Linked DNA regions of Zea mays: region 1 is linked to region 2. A link is a contact called in public Hi-C data. All regions are on one chromosome and are shown on one strand. The core of a region is the stretch at or near the end of the contact, and the rest is flanking DNA. Distances in the headings are between cores, read along the strand shown. Region 1 holds the start of LOC103638770. Region 2 holds the start of LOC109623449.

Region 1 (4,698 bases), core at 938-3,437, 540 kb after region 2:
CGGGGAGAGGTATCGCTGTGGACCCATTCAATTTGGCTGCACACGTACCAACGCACCCAGATTAAAAGTGCGAATTTAAGTGCAATATTTGAGACATATCCGTAGAATGCCATATCCACAGAAAATAATAATCAGCAACAACAACAAGAAGAAGAATAGACTTACCATGCAAGTTTTCCCCACCATATCACTCTCGAGAATTTCTTGCGATATCCAAAAATTTCTCGAGAGAATAAACCAGCTCAATTCTTGTCGAGAGAGAAAGAGTTGGCAACCGGGGCCAAAAATGTGATCGCGTCAAACTGCCGCGCGCCCCTTTTTGCTCGATCGATCGATCGATCGAGTGTGTCTTGATTAGTTAATTAGTTCGTAGCTAATATATATGGCTTTTGTGCTATGAGAAAGACATCTTGCCAGCAGCAGCACTTATTAATGTAGTATCAAAATAGCCTTTGTGCTATATATGAGAAGGAGTGGCATGCCGTAGAATGTTTTTTTCCCTTAATTAATTAGGACCCGATGCGTGTGCTTGATTAGGCTAGCTAGAGCTTGGCAGGCAGGCAATCCGCTCTCTAGTTGCCTCCACAATTCCCTTCTCCGCTTCCGCGGTAGGATTCGTCTGCTTTCCGATCCGCCCCCCTTGTTGCTTGGTGGTGGCTAGTGGTGGCGCTGGCCCGTACCCAGCCTCAGACAAAAAATGCGGCCACTATAGCTCTCGTAGAGAGAGAAAGAGAGAGAGGGAGAGGGGAACAAAAAAACAAGAAGAAGAAGAAGAAGAAATAGATGAGTAAACAGAAGAGGAACCTTGCATCCGAGGGAGCAGAAGCGGAAGGAGTCCGGGAGGCTCCGGCAGCAGATCTGGCAGGTGTTGGTGACGCCCTTGCCGGGCCTGGCCTGCGGGCGGCCGTTGAGGAACACGATCTTGGCGCTGTTGATCACGTACGTCTGCACGTGGGAGATGTCGATCAGCTTCCCCACCTCCGACACCCGGATCACGTTGTGGTACGACGACCGACGTATCTGCATGCCAGCATGCGCCGACTAGAACTATTATATACATGCCAAGCCAAGAATGAAGAAGGCAATCAATCGCTCGCCGCCGCGCTGACCTGGACGACGTGGTGGTCTCGGTGCGCCGGCAGGCAGTAGGCGCAGAGGGCGTCGCCCGTGCAGCAGCCGAGGCAGAAGAGGTTGCACTCGTTCTTGCTCAGCTCCGGGTGCAGCCGGCACGGCACGAAGAAGCTCGTGCCCAGCAGCGGCCGCAGCCACGCCGGGCCCAGGTCCTCCTCCGACCGCACCGCCGGGCTCCTCGGGCTCGCCACGCTCACCATCACCTGCCGCACGCACGTACCATACCACCGAATTATAATCCATCAGTCACCAATCACACACCATCATATCATGCGCCGTCTCCTCCAAATCAAGCATCGATTGCAAAGGCGATCGACGACGTACACCAAGAGAATTCTGCTTTACCATTTGTACAGCAGGTTCCTCCAGAGCTACAGCAGCAGCTGACATATATATATATTTCCCTCAGTCGTCTTTGCACCGACGACGACGACTCAGCCCCGCCCTGCAGACCAGGCTGCACAAGGCATCCTCGCTCCAAGGGGAGACTGAACTGAAGAGAGACGAAGCAAGGAGGAAGCAGGAAGACGAATGCACCAAGCTGATGTGTGATGGAATCGAAGCAACAGGAGGAGGAGGGGGGCCCCGGCCAGCCCGAGCGGTTAATAGCAGCAGCAGCAGTAGTATCAACCGATTTACTATTTATCTACCGTCCCAACAGCCGGCCGTTGCCTGCTTCAATCACAGGGCAGCAGGACGCAGGAGGCCAGAGCGGGACGGGGGAGAAAGGAAGGAAAGGAAGGAAGAAGACTAGAAGAGTTGAGCGGCCGGAACCGGAACCCGATCGATAAGGGAGGAGAGGACGACGACGGCTGCGCACGGGGAGGTGGTGAGGCCAGCGAGTGGACGGATGATTCGCCGCCTCGGTCGATCGATCGGGGCCTTCTGGAAATCCAAGAATTTTCTCGGCGGCGTCGTCGTCGTCGTTGTCCCAAAGTATATATCGCGCCGCGCAGCACTCAGAGCTAGCTAGCTAGCAGGGCCGTAGCGAAAGCGAAAATTATTATTGTTATTTTATATGTACACGTATATAGCGATATTATATATATATATATATAAATATCTCCTCGCTCCCCTCTTTTTCCTTGACACAGCGCGGAGAGAGAGATGGGATGGGAAGAAAGAAAAATGCGGACGGAACGGAACGGAACGGTGGCCGCCGATGCGACGCGATGCAAGGCGGTTTGGCTCGCTCGCGCCGGAGACGTGTCGACGGCTCCTTCCTGCGACAGCAGCTAGAAGCTCCAGAAAAAAAAAAAAGAAGGAAATATCCTTTGCTAGCTCCACGCCCGCCCGCCCGCCCATCCTTTGACGTAATTGCTGAAATTCTCCATCCGACGATTCCATTTCGTTTCGTCATAAATGAATGAAACTATTCCCCAGCGACCAGACACACACAAATTCAAAAATCCTTGTTGTATATGTACACAGAAAAAGGAATATACATATAATGAAACGGAGGAGAAAAAAAAAAGGAAGAGAAGAGAGGATTCCCACGCCGAGCAATACAGACCGCGCGTCCGATAGAGACTGTATCTTGTGCTTTTTTCCCCCTTTGTCACGGACATGCGTTCGGATAATCTCTTGCGGTTTATTTATTAATCTCCACGATAATGACACCGTCTGCGCGCTTGCGCAACACCACCGCCTTGGGCCCCAAGTACCGTCCCGTTCGTCAAGTGGATGGACGGATGGATGTGTGGTAATAAATAACCGTGCCGATTTGGCTAAGCTATATTTCTTACACGTACTACTACTCGGCACAGGTGTACCGTCACGTACAGGGTAACGTGATTAGGACTATAGTCTATACGCCATGACGGCTGTATGGCCCTGTTTGGCACAGCTTATTTTCAGCTTCTTTACAAATTTAAGCCGAAGTTCTGCCAAACAGACAGCTTCTGTAGCAGCTTATCAGTTCAGCTGCTTCTCAAAATGAACTAAAAGCAGTCAACAAGCAGAAGCTGCTTTTTACCAGCTTATCAGATAAGCTGTTTTTTCAACAAGCAGCAGCTGTACCAAACAGTGCCTATATGGCTCACACCGTTCCGATTTCCGCAGCATGTTTATGTCATGATAGCTATTCTATTCAAAGGGGGAGAAAAAAAATCTTTGGCTCACACCGTTCTGATTTTAGATCAATTAGAATTTACTTTTTAAATTGCAGATATAAACTTATCTCAAATTTATAGAGTGGAATATGAAAAAAATTAATTTTATTTATCAGCGGAATACGTTTCTACTCTACAAATTATAAGACATATTTCGGTTCACTCTTATATCTATAATAAATGTAGCACAGCAATATCTCCCACGTATTGCTAATAATAAAAAAATATTCAAACGCGCGCGACGTGTTAAGGATGATGCACAATTCTATATGGCCCGAATTGCTGTTTTTTTTGTGTGTGTTATATTATCGATTGTACGGGTTTTTTTTCCACGGCCAGAGCTGATTTGGTGGATATGAATCACGAGGGGATCCATGTGCGAGGAATCTCCTTTCTAATCGTGATCCATATCCACCAAATTAACCATCACGCTGTGCCAATTTCCACAACATGTTTATGTCATGTTACTAGCGATGCACATTATTTGTACATGCTCCAAGATGCATTCACAAGAATTTCAGCTTCTTCCTTATTTTTTTCTTGTGACGATTTTTCTTTTTTTTTCTTTTCTGGCATGAGAATTTGCGTTGTAGCCGGCCTTGTGCCATTCTGTAGTCGAATATGTACCAATCTGTACCGTAGATATATAAACGCAGACCACCCTGTTGAAGATGGGTCGGTAGCCCCTGCGGTGGGCAGACGTGGTGGAGGAGGGGGAGATCTCTCCGCCGTGCGCCCCCGCCTCGTACCGGGGCGCCCTGCTTTGCGCTCCTGCCAAGAACGACCGGGGGGCCGGGACTTCCGCGGCGCAGAGTCGCTCCTCATCTCCAGCTGCGGCGCCTAGGCTACGCTCCATCGTCGTCCGTCCTCGTGAGCCGACCCGGTCGCGCTCCGCTGCGCGCCGCGAGATGCGTCGTCCAAGCGCGGCTGCTCCACGTGGGCACCGTCGCCGCGGCCGTGTCTCCCCTCCTGACCACGATGGTTGGCGGCGCGTGCTGCCACAGCAGCGTTGTTCTCCTCCAGCGTGGCCTGGCGGCTCCTCCGCCGCGGTCCGTTCGGCGCGCCCGCCCGCGTGCCTCGAGGGTAAGTGCCTGAACTGCCTTTCCTCCTCCCACCGCGTCGCCACCTGCCGACTTCCGCCTCGCTGCCTCCACTGTCGTGGGTTCCGTCACCTGGCTCGGGACTGCAAGAGGCCGCGCAGGGCGTCCGGCGCCGGCGCCGGGCTGGCGGGGGCTGGGGCGCCGCGGAGGTTTGTGCACGCTCGTCGGGAGGGTTCTTCCACCCCCTGTGGCTCCAACGCGAAGGGCTTCACTCCTCCTTCGTCACCTAACCTCCCTCACCGGGTGGCCGACGGTAGTGCGGCCACGGGCCTGCTGCCCGGCCACCATCTGCTGCGCCCCTCCGTGGCGGTGTGCTTCATCGACCGTAGCGACGACATATCTGGCGAGGAGGACTC
Region 2 (4,410 bases), core at 442-2,941:
CCGAAATTAGGTACAATTTTATGGTAGACGTAAAAATCATATCCATCATCGTAAAAATCATCACTGGAATGCATAAATAGTGTAAGTAGCAGGCATAAAACATAACCATCGATGGCATAAACAAGGATCAGATAGTTCATTACTGGAGGACGATCCCAAGTCTGCCAGATCAAAGGACGCCTCTCAAGACATCAGATCTATCGAAGGTGCTCGTTGGAGGAGGACGCCCTCCGATGCTCCTCATCGGAAGAGATCGTTGTCTTCAGATGCCACACGGACGGTCATCGCATCCATCATCGCTCGCTCCTCGAAAGGTCGTCGCAACCGCCACCGATCGGGCCTCGGAAAGTCGCGGTCGCCGCCACCGCTCGCGCCTCAGGCAGTCACGGCCGCCGCTCGCCGATGTCGCTTGGGAGCGCCGATGTCGCTTGGGACCGCCGCTCACGTCTCGCGCCGCAGGAAGTCGTCGTCGACGTCCGGCCGTCGCTCGCCACCACTCGCACCTCACGCGGTTACAACCACCTCCAAACCCCTAAACCCTAATCCCTATAGGTCTGGATCTTTTTATAAACACCCGAACCTAGTTCGGCTCAACCGGATGTCACGTATGACTTAGGTTTACATTAGATATTGAAAGTTCTAGGCTTATATTATATAAACTATATATATCATCTAAGGCCAAGCTTCATTTAGACTCAACCAATCAGCCAAACGCCTCACCAAGCGAACCAATCAGCCCACAAAATTATATTTTTGAATTTGAAACCGAAATCCATAAAAAACGGACCGAAATTCGCATCTCGTTCTGCAGCAAAAACAGAAAAGTTCACAGAAATTCGGGAAATCTTTAATCTTCACCGAAATTCGGTGATTTCCCGGCGAGAAACGAATCCGTCTGTGGCCTCGTCGTGCTTGAATCCTTCCTTGGTCGACGTGACCTCGCACCATCCACTGACCGGCGGTCCACACGTGATGACCCTGCTGAGCAGCAAAATTCAACGCCCAACCTACAACCTGTCGCACTTCATTCCCTTCCATGTTATTTTAATTCGAGGGAGCGCTCTCCGCGGTTGCCACGCGCCCACGCCACGCGGTGCACTTCATTCCTGTGGACACAGACAGACACATGCACATCGCTCCGCTGTGTTTCGAAACGGCGTGAGAGTACCTCCAGCTGTCCCTATTCCAATATTCAAGATCTCCAGCGGTTCGTGATATCTCGTTTATCTCACGAGCCGGTTCGTTAACAAACCGATCTAGCTCGTTAACCAACCAAAATAGATTTATAACTCAGCTCATAAAAAATTTAAACAAGTCGATCCAAATCGAACTGAACTGATCACGAACCAAAGCCATAAACATTTAGTCCGGCGCGCAGGCGGCGCTTCTCCGCAACCTTTTCCTCTGTTCTATAGTACTACAACTATAGACGCACGCGCGTACAACAATGAACGTTTTTCTCTCCTTGTGCTCCCACAAGTCGCAGAAGGTAACGTCACCCGTTACGAGAGTGAGTGCCCGCGGCCGGCAGCCGCCGCCGCCGTGCCTGTGCGTGCGGTTGCGCTCGGCCATTGAGAAAGCGAAGGGCGAACGAAGGCGCGGGGCAGCTCCGCAGGCCGCAGCTGAGGGGGAGGGGATCCGCGACGTGGACATGCTGCTCGGGCCTCGGTGGTCACTCGAACTGGATCGCTGTGTCCACCTCTGATCTCTTCATCCTCGGGTCGGGACTCCTCTGTCTCCTTGCCCTGTCCCCAAACAACCTCTGAATAAAGGGTAACTACCATTACGCCATTCGCATAAAAAAAACTGAGCCTGCCCGCCCGCCCGCGCGCTCCGCTCCGTGAACTATATCTATCTATCACCTGCTGCTCCAAGGAGGCGGACAGAGGCAGGCAGGAAGGCACTCACTTCTCCAGGAGCCCGGAGTCGGCAGCAAGAGAGAATGGCCGCCGACGCCGCCGCCGCCGCCACCCTTCGTACTGCTCTCTCCCAAGGTGCGCCCACACACCCGCTTCGCCATCCCCACCGCCGACTCCTTGGCTTGTTTTCTCCGACTCCGATCCTACCTACCTAGCTAGTTATTATAGCCTTATAGCTTGTCGACCTCATAAATCTCTCCACGTAGTTCTTTGGATGGGTCGTCCGTCGTCGTCGCTAAGATAGGAATAGGAGGATTAAGAACCTCTCCGCTCGGTCAGGTTGAGCTTGGCAGGCTAGAACTAGAAGCTTGTGCCCTCGCAATTTTTTATTTTTTTAGCTTTCTTTCTGCCAGCGCAGATCTCCAGGGACTATAGTACGTTATCGTTTTGGTTTTGGAGGCTGGTTGTTGACCATTACCCGTCCCAGCAACCAGTGTACCATATCTAGCTGTTCAACGCATCTGACTCCGAGGCCGACTACATCGGTTCAGCTGAAGTTTACCCTGAATACCGTTTTATTCTGTAGATTGTATTATTCGCAGAATAAAGTTTAAATATAGATATAGATATAGATATAGATATGGATAAGCTACTGAAGATAGTCTGACTATAACATTTTAGTACTAGTTCTTCGAAAAACAAAGTATTGTCTGTTTCTTCGGATAGTTGGGGAGTATCGGATATAACACGAAGGTCAGGAACCATGGATGCACCCATGATTGCATAAAAGTTCTTTTTTTTACGGTTTCAGAAGCATGTTTAGGTTCTTTCACCTCTGGGTTGGAGTATGACGGCTTCAAATGCTACACCAAAGTCGCGGAGGGGACCATTTTTTAGTTCCTGATCGGGTATAGTTGGATACTTCATGAATAAGTGGTTGGGTCGTAGCTAGGCCAGGCATTGAAAGCTGGCCGACATGTTTTTGAGAATTATTATATTCAAAATGGACCGGGTTGAATCTCACACATGTTTGGGAGCTAAAGGTGAGTATATGGCTGAGTTGGGCTATGGAAGGGCATTATCAGTGGCGGAGCGCTCGGTATGCCGAGCTATGATGCTCGCCATACCTTACTCCATCCTCCATCGTGAGGAACCGGTGCTTCAGGCTCAGACAGTAGTGGACAGAGAACACCAAGGTCGAGAGTGAGATGGCAAGGCGAAGCTGTCGATGAAGCGCGTCTCCTCACTCTTCCATGGCGTCGTCCGCTGACCTCCTCTTCATGCCCTTCTAGTGCGAGCACTCGTCGATTTACTGCCTTAGTGCCTTGCACTCAAGGCCTTTATGTCCAACTCACCCCACCTCCCATCCGATGTCTCACTCTTCATATCCTTGCCACAGACGCGCCACAAGTCTCCATCGACAGTTCTGCACTCACACTGCTCTATAGCCTAGACCCATAGCGCTCATGCCTCGCGCCCCACCCTACCTCAAAGTCGTGCGCAGCTCCGCAACCCTACACGACGACGCCTGCATTACCTGGCATCTACAGTTCTCCACTGCCATACCTTGCTTTTCATTTCCATACCTCGCTTTTCATTTGTGCTCCGTCACTGGTCTGTCTGATTTGATGACTACATTTAGACTTGTTTGGATCCTTATTTGAAGTAATTTTTTTAGATAATACTCCATCCATCCTAAAATAAAAATTCGTTTTTACCTTTTTAGTTGATTTATACGATAATTAATATATTTGTTTTACTCTCTAGATTCATTATCATCCATTTAAACATAGATATAAAAATAAAAAAACTAAAATGATTAATATTTTGAGACGGACCGATTGTTCCGGCTTCAACCCCATCGAAGACAAGGTATCAGTCGCAAATTATTGGAGAGAAATATCCGTGGTTATAAATTCACTCGCAAAAGCTATAGGACATTATGACAGAGTTTGGCATCATTGACCAATCCTAAAAAAACGATGACCGTCAATAGGAGTCAAAAAAAATTGCATAGCTACTGTCCTACTGACTCCAAGTTTTGGCAAGCTAAAATCTGCATCTCCTGTTGACCAATAAGTCACTGCAATCGTGCCCAGAGCCTTAGCCACTATGTCCCCTGAATACAACCTGCATGAAAGTTTTTAGTCGACATTTCTAAAAAATAATGTAATTTCTTGATAGCAGTACGGCCCAACATAACGTAGAAGCACCTATCAACAACTTTAGCATATTATATCGCTCTGCTAGCACACTTTAATGGTTACAATACATCATTTAAATTCTTTGGCAGTTGAGTTCCAAATGTAAAAAACACGCCAAAGAAATCTTACAAAATAACATTAAAAAATATGTGTTGAATGGTTTCCACGTGGCGAAAAACAACATATTTTTACCATCAAGTCAATTCCTTCTCGCTAGGTTATCCACTGTGAGGACAACAGTTTTAAAATACCACATAAATATTTTATTCTTTAGAGCTAGTTTAGAAATTTAAATCCACTCGCTACCAGACACAGCTGCTTTGCCGAATGTTTCAGGACTCAGGAAA

What was found. Hi-C and Micro-C count contacts between places; a contact is called where the count stands out from the background.
Region 1: a contact with region 2 is called in a Hi-C map of bundle sheath, with 6 times the contacts expected there. The contact joins the promoter of LOC103638770 here to the promoter of LOC109623449 in region 2. A contact is called at or near these places in 2 of 25 Hi-C or Micro-C datasets (bundle sheath and ear).

The regions. Positions count from the first base shown.
Region 1 is chr9:104,321,005-104,325,702 of Zm-B73-REFERENCE-NAM-5.0, forward strand. It overlaps LOC103638770, which reads right to left and starts at 2,188. Exons shown (of 4, transcript XM_020544073.3): 1 at 1,477-2,188; 2 at 1,110-1,334; 3 at 805-1,020. The coding sequence starts at 1,521.
Region 2 is chr9:103,786,280-103,790,689 of Zm-B73-REFERENCE-NAM-5.0, forward strand. LOC109623449 reads left to right here and starts at 1,692. Exons shown (of 7, transcript NM_001348467.1): 1 at 1,692-1,994.